3 separate regions of the Mus musculus genome follow, and all the other regions are linked to region 2. The links are chromatin contacts, called in public HiCAR-type and promoter capture Hi-C maps. All regions are on one chromosome and are shown on one strand. The core of a region is the stretch at or near the end of the contact, and the rest is flanking DNA. Distances in the headings are between cores, read along the strand shown.

What was found. Promoter capture Hi-C pulls out the DNA fragments that hold promoters and counts their contacts. HiCAR-type assays count read pairs that join an accessible place to other places.
Region 1: a HiCAR-type map of astrocytes shows a contact between it and region 2, with 5 times the contacts expected there. The contact joins the promoter of Tfap2b here to the promoter of Mcm3 in region 2. A contact is called at or near these places in 5 of 39 promoter capture datasets (cranial neural crest, embryonic stem cells, hippocampal neurons and 2 more) and 1 of 115 datasets of contacts at active chromatin or transcription factors (astrocytes).
Region 3: a contact with region 2 is called in a promoter capture Hi-C map of hippocampal neurons, with 5 times the contacts expected there. The contact joins the enhancer-like site here to the promoter of Mcm3 in region 2. A contact is called at or near these places in 7 of 39 promoter capture datasets (the 3T3-L1 cell line, the C10 cell line, cranial neural crest and 3 more), 1 of 484 Hi-C or Micro-C datasets (cerebral cortex) and 1 of 115 datasets of contacts at active chromatin or transcription factors (astrocytes).

What each region holds. Positions count from the first base shown.
Region 1 is chr1:19,207,266-19,211,609 of GRCm38.p6, forward strand. Tfap2b (transcription factor AP-2 beta) reads left to right here and starts at 1,649. Exons shown (of 7, transcript NM_009334.3): 1 at 1,649-1,983. The coding sequence starts at 1,903.
Region 2 is chr1:20,818,539-20,822,881 of GRCm38.p6, forward strand. Mcm3 (minichromosome maintenance complex component 3) reads right to left here and starts at 1,774. Exons shown (of 17, transcript NM_008563.3): 1 at 1,593-1,774. The coding sequence starts at 1,670. It also overlaps the pseudogene Gm20587.
Region 3 is chr1:22,264,799-22,268,832 of GRCm38.p6, forward strand. No RefSeq gene overlaps it. Among named protein-coding and RNA genes, the nearest start is that of Kcnq5, 300 kb to the left of the region's middle. Within about 2 kb of position 1,858, at least 23 of the 459 cell types and tissues checked have an H3K27ac peak or open chromatin away from gene starts, as enhancers often do. A contact at or near this core is called in hippocampal neurons, where this site is marked.

The DNA of each region.
Region 1 (4,344 bases), core at 399-2,898, 1.6 Mb before region 2:
AAGAGGGGAAGGAAAGAAGAAGGAAGGGGGAAGGAAGGAAAGACTAGAAGGAGAAGATCTAAAGAGAAAGAAGGAAAGAAGGGAGGGAGGGAGGGAGAAGGGAAGGAGGGGTTAGAAGAAGGAGGAAAAGAAAAGGAAGAAAAGAAATCCAACAGGGAATAGAGAAAAAGATGTGTTTCTCAAGTTCTGCCTGAAGCACCCTGCATTTCCTTCATTTGACTTACAGTAAATTAATAATAATAACAGTAACAATAATAGATCTACAGGACTGTTCATTGCGAGGTAGGAGTCCTCAGCTTGGCTGTTAGGAACCGCTGTCTTCCTCCTAGTCTATCTGAAGCCTTCTCCTACTCACGGAGCCTCCGACCCTGCCGGAGCTCTAGAATGCACTGGAGTTTAAAGACAATCTCCCTTTACAGATTCACCCTCATCAGGTTTAATAACTTCCACCCCAAATTACCCCAACCCTCCTCATTCCCTCCTGTCATTTATTTTCTGCCCCAGGGGCCAAGATCTTCTTCAGTGCCTCCCTACTGACTCCAGGGAACCCTCCGAGAACCCAGAAAGGGTGGAAAGATGGGGAGGAGAGGGAGCTAGTGAATATAGAATTCCTCATGAAATTAAAAAAAAGAAAATCCTGTGCCTTACAGGGTGCCCACTTGAGGGTAGGTTAGTGGTTAAACTTTGTACTTGTTGTTATTTATGCTTTGAAAATATTTTTTAAAAAACTAAACTTCAAAAAGCACATATTCAAAAGAAAATCTACCCCAATGCAAAATGGCCAAACAATATTTGCTCTTGTACATCTTAAAACATTTCCCACTGTTTCCTTAAACAGTACAAAGCTTAAACCTTCTCAAAGATTTGGGTGTTCTTGTCTCAAGTCTATCAGATTAAAATCACAAATTACAGGCAATAAACCCAAATACAAAATGTTCTATACCCCTGTTAAAGGTCTCAAGATTAACATTGTGTGCTTTGTTGTTTCCAACATGTAAAGGAAGAGAAAAAACTTAATAAAATGGAGACTCCAGGCAAACAGAAAGACACCAAGGAACCACTAAAAATATAGAACAATCCCTAAAGCAACAAGCAATATAGATTGTAGGGTCCACAAGATATTCAAGTTTCCAAATGTGTTAGACACAATGAGCAAAATATCAGAAACCATTGTGGTAAATAGTGGTGTTATTCTTGTTCCACAATGATACTTTTATAAGGTTGCATCAATAGAGAAATATAACTCAAAGTCAAAAATCTAGTGGTGTTTTTTTAATGCTCCCCTAAATATACAAGAATAGGAAAACTGTCTTTAAAATCTCAGTAATGGTTCTCCTAAAAGAAAAAAAAAAAAAACTATGTAGAAAATTTGGGGACTGATGTGCGTGGTTTCTCATTGTCAATTATTAAAACACTTTAGTTAGTGGCTGCATTGATTCGCCATTTTCAAAACAGATTTTTAATGTATCTATTTATATTTCTCGTTTTGAACCACTATATTCCCTTTAAATGCACGGTTAGTCTGTGGATTCTGTGACCCAGAGGTGTTTATGTAACTAATGTGACTATCTGCGTGTAAATTCATGTTTATGATTTTTTATAATATATATGTGTGCATGTGCGTGTGTGTGTGTGTGCGCGCGCGCGCGCGCATGTGTGTGTGTGTGTGTGTGTGTGTGTGTGTGTGTGTGTGTATGCGTGCGCGTTGTATCTAAGTCCTGTGTGCAATAATGTTTTTCTGTCTGCTGAGGCTTACTTCTCCAGCCTATTGTTTGAGACAACAGATATAAGTTGCGATGGGAGAGGAGCGTCGGATTTGGTGTGTATCCCCCATTTCCAATTATAGATGGATCATTACAGACAGCGGAGTCCTGAGAAACCAGACATCTGCTCCTCACATGAATGCACTCACCTCCTAGAGACCAGGCTGCGATCATGCTCTGGAAACTCGTGGAGAATGTCAAGTACGAAGACATCTATGAGGTGAGCGGACACCCCAGATGCATTTTAGAGCTTTGGAGATAGAAAACTGGAGCTTCTTTGACACCCCAGCTGATATATTTTAAGCTATTTACTCGTAGATTTCTGATCGGGTTTCTGAGGTTTCTTTAAGTTTTCTAAGGCTGGCTCTGGGAGACTTTGCTCTCCAGAAAGGGAACTTTTAAGGTTGGAATGTGAGAAGTTTAATTTAGGAGCTATTTTCTTTTCCTTTTTGTTTTTCTTTCTCTCCGGCTCTCTCCTTCCCCTTGTAGACTCTGGTAGGTAACGTGGAGCCAGGAATTCAGGCAAACAGTGAGGGAAAAACAGTCTCTCCTCATTTTGAGTACGGGACAGAATCGGGTTTTTAAGCCTCACGCCGACTGGGACTTTAATTTTTGCTTTTTAAACTTTTAATATTTTTTTTTAAATCGGTAACCAACGTACGCAGGTAGAGGGTAGATATCTAGGGAGAGCGAGGGGAAAGGAGGGATGTATGAACAAATCCAGTACCGTATGGGAGAGAGCGCGGTTTGTTATTTTTGTTTTGTCGTATTTTGATTCTTTGCGGGTCAGTGGTTCCAAGCAGAGATGGCAGCCGCCAGCGTGTGGGCATTTTTAACGAAGCCTGCCCACACTTCGTGCTACCCGCTACCGGTCCCCAGGCAAGCGCATCCCTCCCGTGCTTTTCCCTCCGCCTTGTCGGACGCCACCGAGAGCTTCCGGAGTCCGCGTCGAGCGAGGCTGTCCGGCTGCCCTTCCAGCTGGCGGGCGAGGGGAAGCGGCCCGGCTGGGGACAGATGAGGGATCCCGCGCCACAACCCGGGAGCTGGGGAGCTGAGCTCAAGAGGAAAGGAAAGTAAGGCTCAAGGGGACGTCGAGAGAGGGAAGGCAGACTCCGAAGCTCCAAGATATCTGAGGATCGGGATTAAAAAAAAAAAAAAAAAAAAAAAGCGAAAGGGGTTTAGCGAAGAGGGAAGCAGAGGCGGGGGAAGAAAAGTTGGAAAGCTACCCGCAGCAGCACAGCAGCACGAGGCTGGGCCACCGGGCAGAGGTGGACAACCCAGACTCAGTAACCGGTTCTGAAAGAAATCTGAACCGTGAGCCTTGTAGGTGTTGGGACAGCACCGCGGTGTTAGCCTTGCTCAGCTAAGAAGAGTCCGGAGGCAGGCGCTAGCTCTGTCCCTACCGCTCTTAACTGGGTCCGGTGTGTGGCCGCGACTCCTCAGGTTTTCTGGGTAGAGCGGCTAGAGCCAGTGGCCAGGGTCCCCCAGATCTGCCATTCTTACGACCTCATTTAGAGGTAAATGAGAAAGTGAGAAAGGTAGAAGAAAAGGAAGTCAAGAAGAAAATGAGAGACAGGAAAGAGGAGGGAGAGAGAGAGAGAGAGAGAGAGAGAGAGAGAGAGAGAGAGAGAGAGAGAGAGAGAGAGTTCTTCTTTCTCGGGTGACCTCAGGTTTCGCCTTCCTCTTTGTGGTAGTGTACTGAGGAACCGCGCCTCCCCGCCTGGTGGGATTCAGCGTCCTTTTATTCCTAACAGGCGGGATTATGTTCAACTCCAGGGCGTTGAACTATCCTAAAGAGAACGTCGCCCATAGTAAACATAGCACTGGCGGAGCTAGAGCCGCGGTGGAAATAGCTCTGGGTATATACATAGAGGAATTATCCTAATCAGTGTGGTGCTAGTTCTTTGGTTATGAATAACATAAAGGGCTAAGTGGAAAATGAGGGAGGGCTAGGCGGGGAAGGGAGTGGAGAAGAGTAAAAGTGGGAAGGGAGAAGAGAAATGGGGAGGGAGAGGAAAAAAGGAAAGGGGGAGAGGGAAAAAATAGGAGGGAAGGTGAGAGAAGGGCCGGAAGGGGGGTAGGAGAAAGAGGAGAGGAGAGTAGGCTTGGGGTGGGGGGTGGAGAGGAGAGAGAGTGACTTGCTCCTGGCTGCCCAAATTTTCATCTGGAAAGCCCCGCGAACCGGCACCCAACGTGGTAGAAGGAGCCTATTTCAGTCTGGACTACGGTTGAAGTTTAACAGAAATGGCAGTCAGGCCAGTTGGACGGGTTCCTGATACATCCCAAAAGATTTTTCTGTTGCCCCTGGCTTTGCCTGGAAAGGATACGTTTAGTGTGCTTGAAGACCAATCACATAGATTTTTAAATCTGGGTTTTAAAATTTTCAGTCTGTAAGCACTAAAGAGAAAAAGGCTGCATTGTGTTCCAAAAGTCCCCATCTCTCCTACGTTCTTCGAAAACAAAAACAAACAAACAAAAAAACTAAAACAAAACAAAAAAACAAAAACAAAAAACCCCACAACTTGGTCTTCTACATTCAGAAAAAGTAGGGGTAGACCGCAGTAAACACACGTAAACAAAC
Region 2 (4,343 bases), core at 524-3,023:
CTGGGTGGTCAGTTCTGTGTTCTTGCCCTCTGGTGTAACGTACTTCTGTCTTTCAGCGGAAAAATGTTCTTTCCTACATTATAAAACAGGTGTATGCCTTTCTGGACAAGGAGAACACACCTGCTGTCTCTATCAATAGAGCATTAAGGACCACTGAGCATTCAATTTATAAAGGGGTTACTGATCGTGGGGGTGGGGGAGGGTTCTATTTATACCATGGGAGGTCAGCATAAAGGTATTCAAAAGTCCTAAGCAGGGACTTGGGAGCTACTTAAAGCCTACACCAGCAAAGATGACACTAGCCACTATGTCACTTACACATGAGGATGCCAGCATGTTGATATATGTCTCAACGGTGCCCAGGAAGTAGACAGCTGCAGACAACCCTTTCCTCCTGTCCAGCATGCCCTATCACATACTATCATGATCATTAACAGTTCTCCTATATGCTTACATTTTAATTGGGAATTAGAATGGCCTAAGTCTTAAAGACTTAGTAAAAACAAACAAAAAAACTTGCAATATGAAAATTTAACTTTAAAATCTGGATGTTAGCACACCTGACTGTAGACATATTTCAAAATCATGATGTATATTTGAAATGTAATTTAAATACTCTTAAAATTCAAATTTAAATTGCTTTTCATTGATCAACAAACTTCCAGGGCTCATCAACATCCTATAGCTTTAAATTTTGGATTACACTTAAACCCATTTTACCTGCATACAAAACACTTGATTCACTAAAAAGAGAGCTGTCATAAATTGTTAGTCTCGCTCCTACCCTCACCAGCATCAGGCCAGTCATTAAATCTGAGGGCTCTGAGCCAGTTACATTAGCTTTTCCAAAGAAGAGCCTGTTTACACCTGACCAGTCTCCTTGCAAGTTGTGTGGGGTTTGGGGGGAACACATGAATTTAGAGACAAACTAAATTACTTTGGAGAAAACCCTAGTAACTCATGAAGATATACAGGAGCAAGAAAATGACAAGAGGAGATAATGAGAAAATGAAAATGATCAAAATACATTATGTGCTTATGAAGTTTCATAATGTAACCCGTATGTATAGTTAACATATCCTAATGTAAGAGGTTTCAAGAAAAATAGGCTGCTCAGAGGAAGACGGCAAGCACAAGGCCTGGGTACCATGTCAAGTAGGCTATGGGGATCAGTAGCAGTAATTATAAGAGGGAGTGATAAGAAAGAAATATGACCAAAATACATTATGTGTTTATGAAATTTCATAACGAAACTAATACATGAAAAGAATGTAACTTTTAAAATCTGGAGGTACATCTTTAGGAGAGAAAAAAAGATAACAGGAAGTTGCAGAGAAAAGAAGTTATCAGCGGCCCTGGTCCTCCGCGGGGTCCCCAGCACCGTGCCCGGTCACCCGCGGGAACCCCCTCAGCCGTGCCCGGTCACCCGCGGGACCCCAGCACCGTGCCCAGTCACCCGCGGGGACCACATCAGCCGTGCCCGGTCACCCGCGGGAACCCCATCAGCCGTGCCCGGTCACCCGCGGGAACCCCCTCAGCCGTGCCCGGTCACCCGCGGGACCCCAGCACCGGGCTCGCGGCCCGAGCCTCACCTCGTCATCCAGGAAGTCCAAGTAGTCTCTCTGCGCTTCCCGCAGCTCCACATCATCCAGCACTACTGTGCCCGCCATGTCGCAGCTCCGAAATCGCCGGCCACCAAACAGTCCGGAAACGCGTGACACCGCCTTGGCGCCAAAACTTCCCAAGTTTTCCCGCCACGGAAGTTTATGGTGGAGGAAGCATGGAGCAGAGACGCGTTATGATTGGCTAACCACTTCAATAGCCTTTCATTCCGTGCCTGGATTGGAGAGAAATGGTCACTTTCTCCGCCCTAATAGGAAGTCTGACCAATGGTACAGAGAGGACGCTCAAAACCCACCCCCTGGAAATTGAGCAACAGGAAGGCTAGGAAGCACTGCATTCTGGGAGTTGTGGTCCTTCCCACCTCACCCCCTGTTTTTCTTTTCTTTTTTTTTTTTCTTTGCCTGTAGGAAGTTTTGTCAAATCGGAAGTTAGGATTTACTGAGGGGGGAGGTCTAAGTTTGCACCCCATATGCACAGGTACAAATGAAGGCCAAAGGTTGATATCCGGTGTCTTCCTCAATCTTTCTCCACCTTGTATTTTTGAAAGACGAACAGGATACCCACTGACCCATCTCTTTAGCCTCCATATTATTGATTCTAACACACTTTGTCTTCTAGCCTTCATTTCCTCCTATACAAAATGAGGAATCTGAATTCAAAATTCTCCAGTAAGCCATCACTAGTATTCCAAGAGCAAGTTAGAAATGGTGTAAAGACAAATTTTATTCACGGAATCATGCTATTGCCTTTAACACAGCCTTGATTTGCTGTATCTTGATCTGTAACCTTGAAGACACAGAGATATATAATTCGTATTTCTCCCCACTTTCACAAGGTCATGAGATAGATAAGCAGAAAATCAGATTGTTAAAAAAAAAAAAAGCATAGTTAGTATATCTAAGGGTTCCACTGCTGTTCACATGCTTGCTTTGCTTGCTATCTGTTGGCTTTCTGCCTTAGGCACTAATGGGCCAAGGCTGATTTACAAGGTGAAATAATTGCTAAGAGGCTGCCTGGAAAGCAGCATGCAGAAACAGTCAAAATCAAGGCATTGCAAAGTATACAAAGTACTTCCTTTTTTTCTGTCTCCAGCCCAAAGAAAACACTTGGAGTGGGCGACCCTGAAGTGGAGAACAGATGAGTTATGGGTACCGGATGCCGCTTCCAAGATGATGCCCACCATGTTATCCTGTTGAAAGAGGGGACTGATAGCTCTCAAGGCATTCCTCAACTCATGAGTAACAGCTCGTGAGTAACATTGTCTGTGTTTGCCAAGTGATTGCTGGGGCTATAAGACCACCCTGGGTCCTCATGGCAACTTATTGTGGATGGCCAAGGCAAAACAACAATTTCTACTTCTGAAACTCCTCGATGGTGGACATCCTGCAGCAAAGACTTTAGTGGACATTGCCGGATCCGAAGACACTGACACTAGTGATGGCACCACCGTGGTGATCCTGCTGGCTGAGGAGTTTCTGAAGCAGGTGAAGTCCTGTGTGAAGGAAGGGTTATGCCCTCAGATCATCATCTGAGCTTTCTGCACAGCCACCCAAAATCAAAGAGATAGCTGTGACTATAAAGAAGCAAGATAAAGTAGAAGAGAGGAAGATGCTAGGGAAGTGTGCAGTGACAGCCCTGAGCTCCAAGCCCTGAGCTCCAAGCTGATCTCCCAGCAGAAGGCCTTCTTTGCCAAGGTGGTGGCTGATGCTGTGATGATGCTCAATGAGTTGTTGTAGCTTAAAATGACTGACACCAAGAAGGTGCAGGGTGGAGCCCTAGAGGAGTCTCAGTTGGTGCCTAGTGTCGCGTTCAAGAACACGTTCTCGTAGTCTGGGTTTGAAATGCAGCCCAAGAATTATGAGAATCCCACAATTGCCTTCTCAAATGTTGAGCTCAAGCTGAAAGCAGAGAAAGATAATGCTGAAATCAGAGTTCACACGCACCAGGCAATTCTTGATGCCAAGCGGAACATTCTTTATGACAAGTTAGTCATAGTCGGGAGCCAAAGTCGTGTTCTCTAAACCCCCTATTGCGGATGTGGCCACCCAGTACTTTGCTGATAGGAACATGTTCTGTGCTGGCCACTGGCCTGAGGAGGATCTGAAAAGGACAATGATGGCCTGTGGAGGCTCAACCCAGACCAATGGGAATGCTCTGATTCCAGATGTGCTGGGCCACAGCCAGGTGTTTAAAGAGACCCAAATTAGAGGCAAGAGGTGCAATTTCTTCACTGGTTTCCCTAAGGCCAAGACATGTACCACCATCCTCTGTGGTGGCGCTGAGAAGTTTATGGAGACCCAAAGAGGTCCCTGCATGATGCCATCATGACAGTGAGGAGGGCCATCAATAATGAGCCAAACCAAAAGGGAACCCAGAGAAAGGATATTCAAAAAGAAGTCAGAAGGAAGGAAAGACTGATGGTTGTAGTGGGATACATCCTTAATCCCAGCCCTTTGGAAAGCAGAGGTAGGAGGCTCAAGTTCAAGAACAGCCAGTGCTACATTGTAAGACCCTGTCATGGAGAGAGAAGAGGGAAAACTGTCAGATATGAAAACTGTGAATGTATGTGTGAGTGTGTTAAAGTGTGAAATCTTCATGTATGTAGGAGGCCTATTGCCTGAATTAATTAGAACACAAAACTAAACAAAAGTGATGTATCTGTACACACATAGGAATGTGAGAGAGGGAGAGGTAAAACAATTATGTGTATGTGGCTTAAA
Region 3 (4,034 bases), core at 608-3,107, 1.4 Mb after region 2:
ACTGACTGCCTAAAATAACAATATCAACTGACTAAATAAAAATCCACTCTCTTTCCTCAAGTGGCGCCATTTTTGTGTTCACTAATATTAGAAAGAAGCAAAGATTTTGAAGTAATATTTAAGGGACGCTTAAATTCGAAAAGCTATTTCCAGGCATTGTGGCTCATACTTGTAATCCCAGTCCTTGTAAAGTTGGGACCAGAGGATTGTAGCAAGAGAAAACCATTTGAACTACACAGCAAGACCCTGTTACAAATATCTTTTAAAAATTAAAAAGCTCCTTAAAACACTCCTCAGAACTGGGCATATATATCTCAGTGGAAGAGCACTTGTTTAGTATGGGTAAGCTCTTGACTAGATCTCCATCCCCTAAGGGAATCAAACAGAATTTCCAAACTACCATTTTTACAACAATAGCATCCATATTTAATGGTAATGGTATTGGTAATAAAAGTGATAACAGTGCCCTAAGCACTTATCGTACATTGGGAATTTTGCTAAGCACATCTGCATATATTGTCTAATTATCACATTGTTTTTTGAAAATCATATAATTCACCTGAGTTAGAGATAAAGTTTTTAAACCACTTGAAAATTCCTCCAGTGCTTGTCAACATTGGAACTTGTTTCACCCCTAGCATATCTTGTCTATTCTATTCTGTTGGCATCCTTTTGCACACACACTACTGGGTCCCACTGTATTCCAACCAATGTGGAATCTAACTTCATTTCCTCTCATCAAGGATGGTTTAATCACCATGAGAGGTCTGTGTCCTTCTTATCCTGAGAATACTCTATACAAGACTCTACAACATCTATCACACGTCTCTAGAACACTGACACACTGACAGAGTTATGTGGGGAAATCTGACTGGCTCAGTCTGGACATCTCCTGGACCTGCTTATCCTTTCTTGGGTTGAGTTTTTTTCTCCGTGTGAATAGCACCACCTGTCTTCTAGGGGTAGAGGCAACATTAAAGCTTGGTGCATTAACTATATAAATGACTTGCAACTAGGCAAGGTCTTCAAGGAGACGATTACAATGTCCTTTCCTAGAGGTAGTTCAGGCTATGTCTTCCTCATTCCCTCAGCCTTTATCTCAAGAGAACAGATTACTCAAATAATTATTGAAAACGCTCCTTGTCCAGCACTGTGCTGGCCACTTTCAAAAGCTAAAATAAACATAATCCTTGATGTCAAGAAAATTATTTGGCCAGCAAAAACAATAGGCGTGAACAAAAATAATAGGCATTCCCCAAATAATAACAATAGAATGTGATAATAAAAGTCGTGGGTGCCATCCCAGGGAGCAGAGAGGAAGAACTCCATCCAGGAGCAGTCAAGACAAGTTTACAGATGTGCAGTGAACCACAACAACAACAACAACAACAACAACAAAAAGTAAGATTCTTGAATCTTCCACATACATTCCCCTAGTGGAAAAGATGGCAAGGCAGCCTTTCTTCTGGTCCTTAATGAACAAAGCAAGCAGAGGGCAGGAAACTTCTGAGTATCACCTACTCACTGCACTTTCACATTTGCTTGCAGGAAGACTAGAAAGACTTCTGTGACCAACTAAGGAAGGCAACGGTTCCTTGTGGGGCTCACGTGTTCTTGCTCATGGTTTATAAGCCCCATTTATTGATCCAGAGAAGGCAACAACTTTCTGGACTAGGAACTGACAACCAGATGAGATCTGAGGGAGAAGAGAGTCGCGATCCCTTCTTGTAACGATCATTTGCCTTTGCTCTGGTCACTAAAAGTGTGTCTTGCATGCGGTATTAGGCTTTAAGCTTCACCAATCAACCAAGAATCCACAGTCCCAGTCGTTCATTCCTGATGCAGTTTCCTTGGCAACCATGGCCCTGCCAGAAAGCTCACCAACCCACAGTGAGACTGTGTGAAGCCCAGCAGCTCTGTCAGGAACTCTCAGCTTTTAAATAATAGGAGACCACACTGAGATACTTTCTTGCTCAAACGCCAACCTGGATGCCATCATTCTGTATTTGTGGTGCGCCTTTCATCTGGGCAGTTCAAAGCAGGACTGGGTCGGACCTTATGGAGATGAACGTTATAGTTAGTCACACGTTCTGGAAAGGAACCAGAAACGAGGTGTGAGGGAAATCAAAGGACTCTGTAGCCGAGTGCTGACTTCGCCCCTTCCTTTCTTTTGCTTTCTCCCTTCCTTTTATGTCTTCCTAATGTTCGTCCCCATTTCCTTTACTCCTATTATATATTTCTTAAGTGATATCCCTGGCACTCCCTTGCAGTCAATCTTTACAGTTGCCTCTAGAAAGACCAAACTCGAAGGCTGGACTTGAGATCGCCCACTCTGTAGGTTCCTCCATTGACTTTGCTGTCACCTGAGCTAAACATGACTAGTGTCCATGTCAGATGCTGCTACTGCAGGTTTCATTCAGATCATCTGAGTCACTCTTTTCTTTCCTTGCCTCAATTGATGATCTTGGAGGGAGTCCCTAAAGAGCCCTCAATATCAGAGAAGACAAGAAGAGTCCCTGTACAAAAATTAAAACGTTCCAACAAAATCACTTAGGGCAGAGTTCTCCCAAGATTAGTGTCCAGATACCTCCCCAGGGATGACATTATAAGACGCCTTTGATTCAGTTTTGGATGGAATCTGAGGTTCCACATCTCCAACAAGCTCTCAAGTCACACTGCTCCTAGTGGTTGGGTTAGAAGACCAGCCTTTGAGGAAGGAAGGGCTCTGGCTCTGTGTCTGCATCTATACTGTTCCTCTGTGGGCTGTTAGGATGAGAGTGGGAAACACAGGTCCCGTTCTTATACCGTTTTGTATAATCAAGAATGCTTCATGTATTCCTTTGAGACATGCAAGGTAGTCAGTATTATTGTCTGTGTTTTCTGTTCAATATCAGAAAATAGTGAGATTTCACAACCAGTTGTTTATACCCGTCACAAAAAGATTAATTTAGGAGTTGAGAGATACTAGCGTCTTATAGAGGACCTTTAAGTGCCACATCAGATGGCTCATGATCACTTGTCATTCCAACTCCGGTGTATCTCATGCCCTCTTCTGGCCTCTTGGGCACTCACGTGCATGTCACCAAACACAGACATGCATGTATATAGGTAATGTTAAAATGAATAATACATTTTTAAAAAAGAAAAACCCAACTTGAACGTTTTGTTGTTATTGTAAAAAGTATAAATTGTTGCAGTGGCTGTTAAAACGCATCTAGCAAGTTGTTTCAAGGACTCACAGAAAGGTTTTCAGAGACATTTTGAAGGTCTTGTTGTTGTTATTTCTTGGCTTCTTTTTGCTTTTTTGTTTTTGTTCATTTGTTGATGGGAAGCTCCCAGATTCATAGTTAATGGAACTTTACTGATTCAGTGGCTATGGTCTGGCTTCTCTCCAGACTGACTTAGTTACTCGTGGTAATGAGACTGGGAAGATACCAGACGCGAATCGGCTTCCACCTGAACCTGAATGGAAATGACCTCATTTACCTGAACCACAGGCATGCCGGGAACGTGAGAATGTACCTGTGTTTGCAACTCTTTGTAATAGTTAATATCCTTAGAAGAGGTCTTGCCACACCCAAACTCCAATGACAGCCTCAGGGATCTAGGGTAGAAGGGCAAAGGAATGTGGTGACAGAGACTGCCACCTTCCAAAGGCCACCTGGAGCTTCAGAAACTAGGAAGGTTATGAAAAGATTCTTCCTATATTCTAAGGCTACTCAATCCCTCTGAGTTACCATGGCTTTGTGTTTCTGACCTCTCGGGGCTTACACACAACTCTTGTTATTTTATGTCACCCACTTTGTGGTAATTTGTTGTGGTAGACCTAGGAGCCTTCACAATTTCCCAACGTTTAACATAGTCTAGCTTTGTATGTTTCCCCCCCCCCCCCCCCCCGGCTCTTCAAGCTTCCAGATGTTTAACCCAGCCTGGCTTTGAATGTTTTCCCGTGTGCCTCAGAGCTCCCGATGCCTAGCTTCTGTTGTCTGGTCTGGGCACTTAGGGGTTGCTTGTAACGTGATCCTGAGCATCAA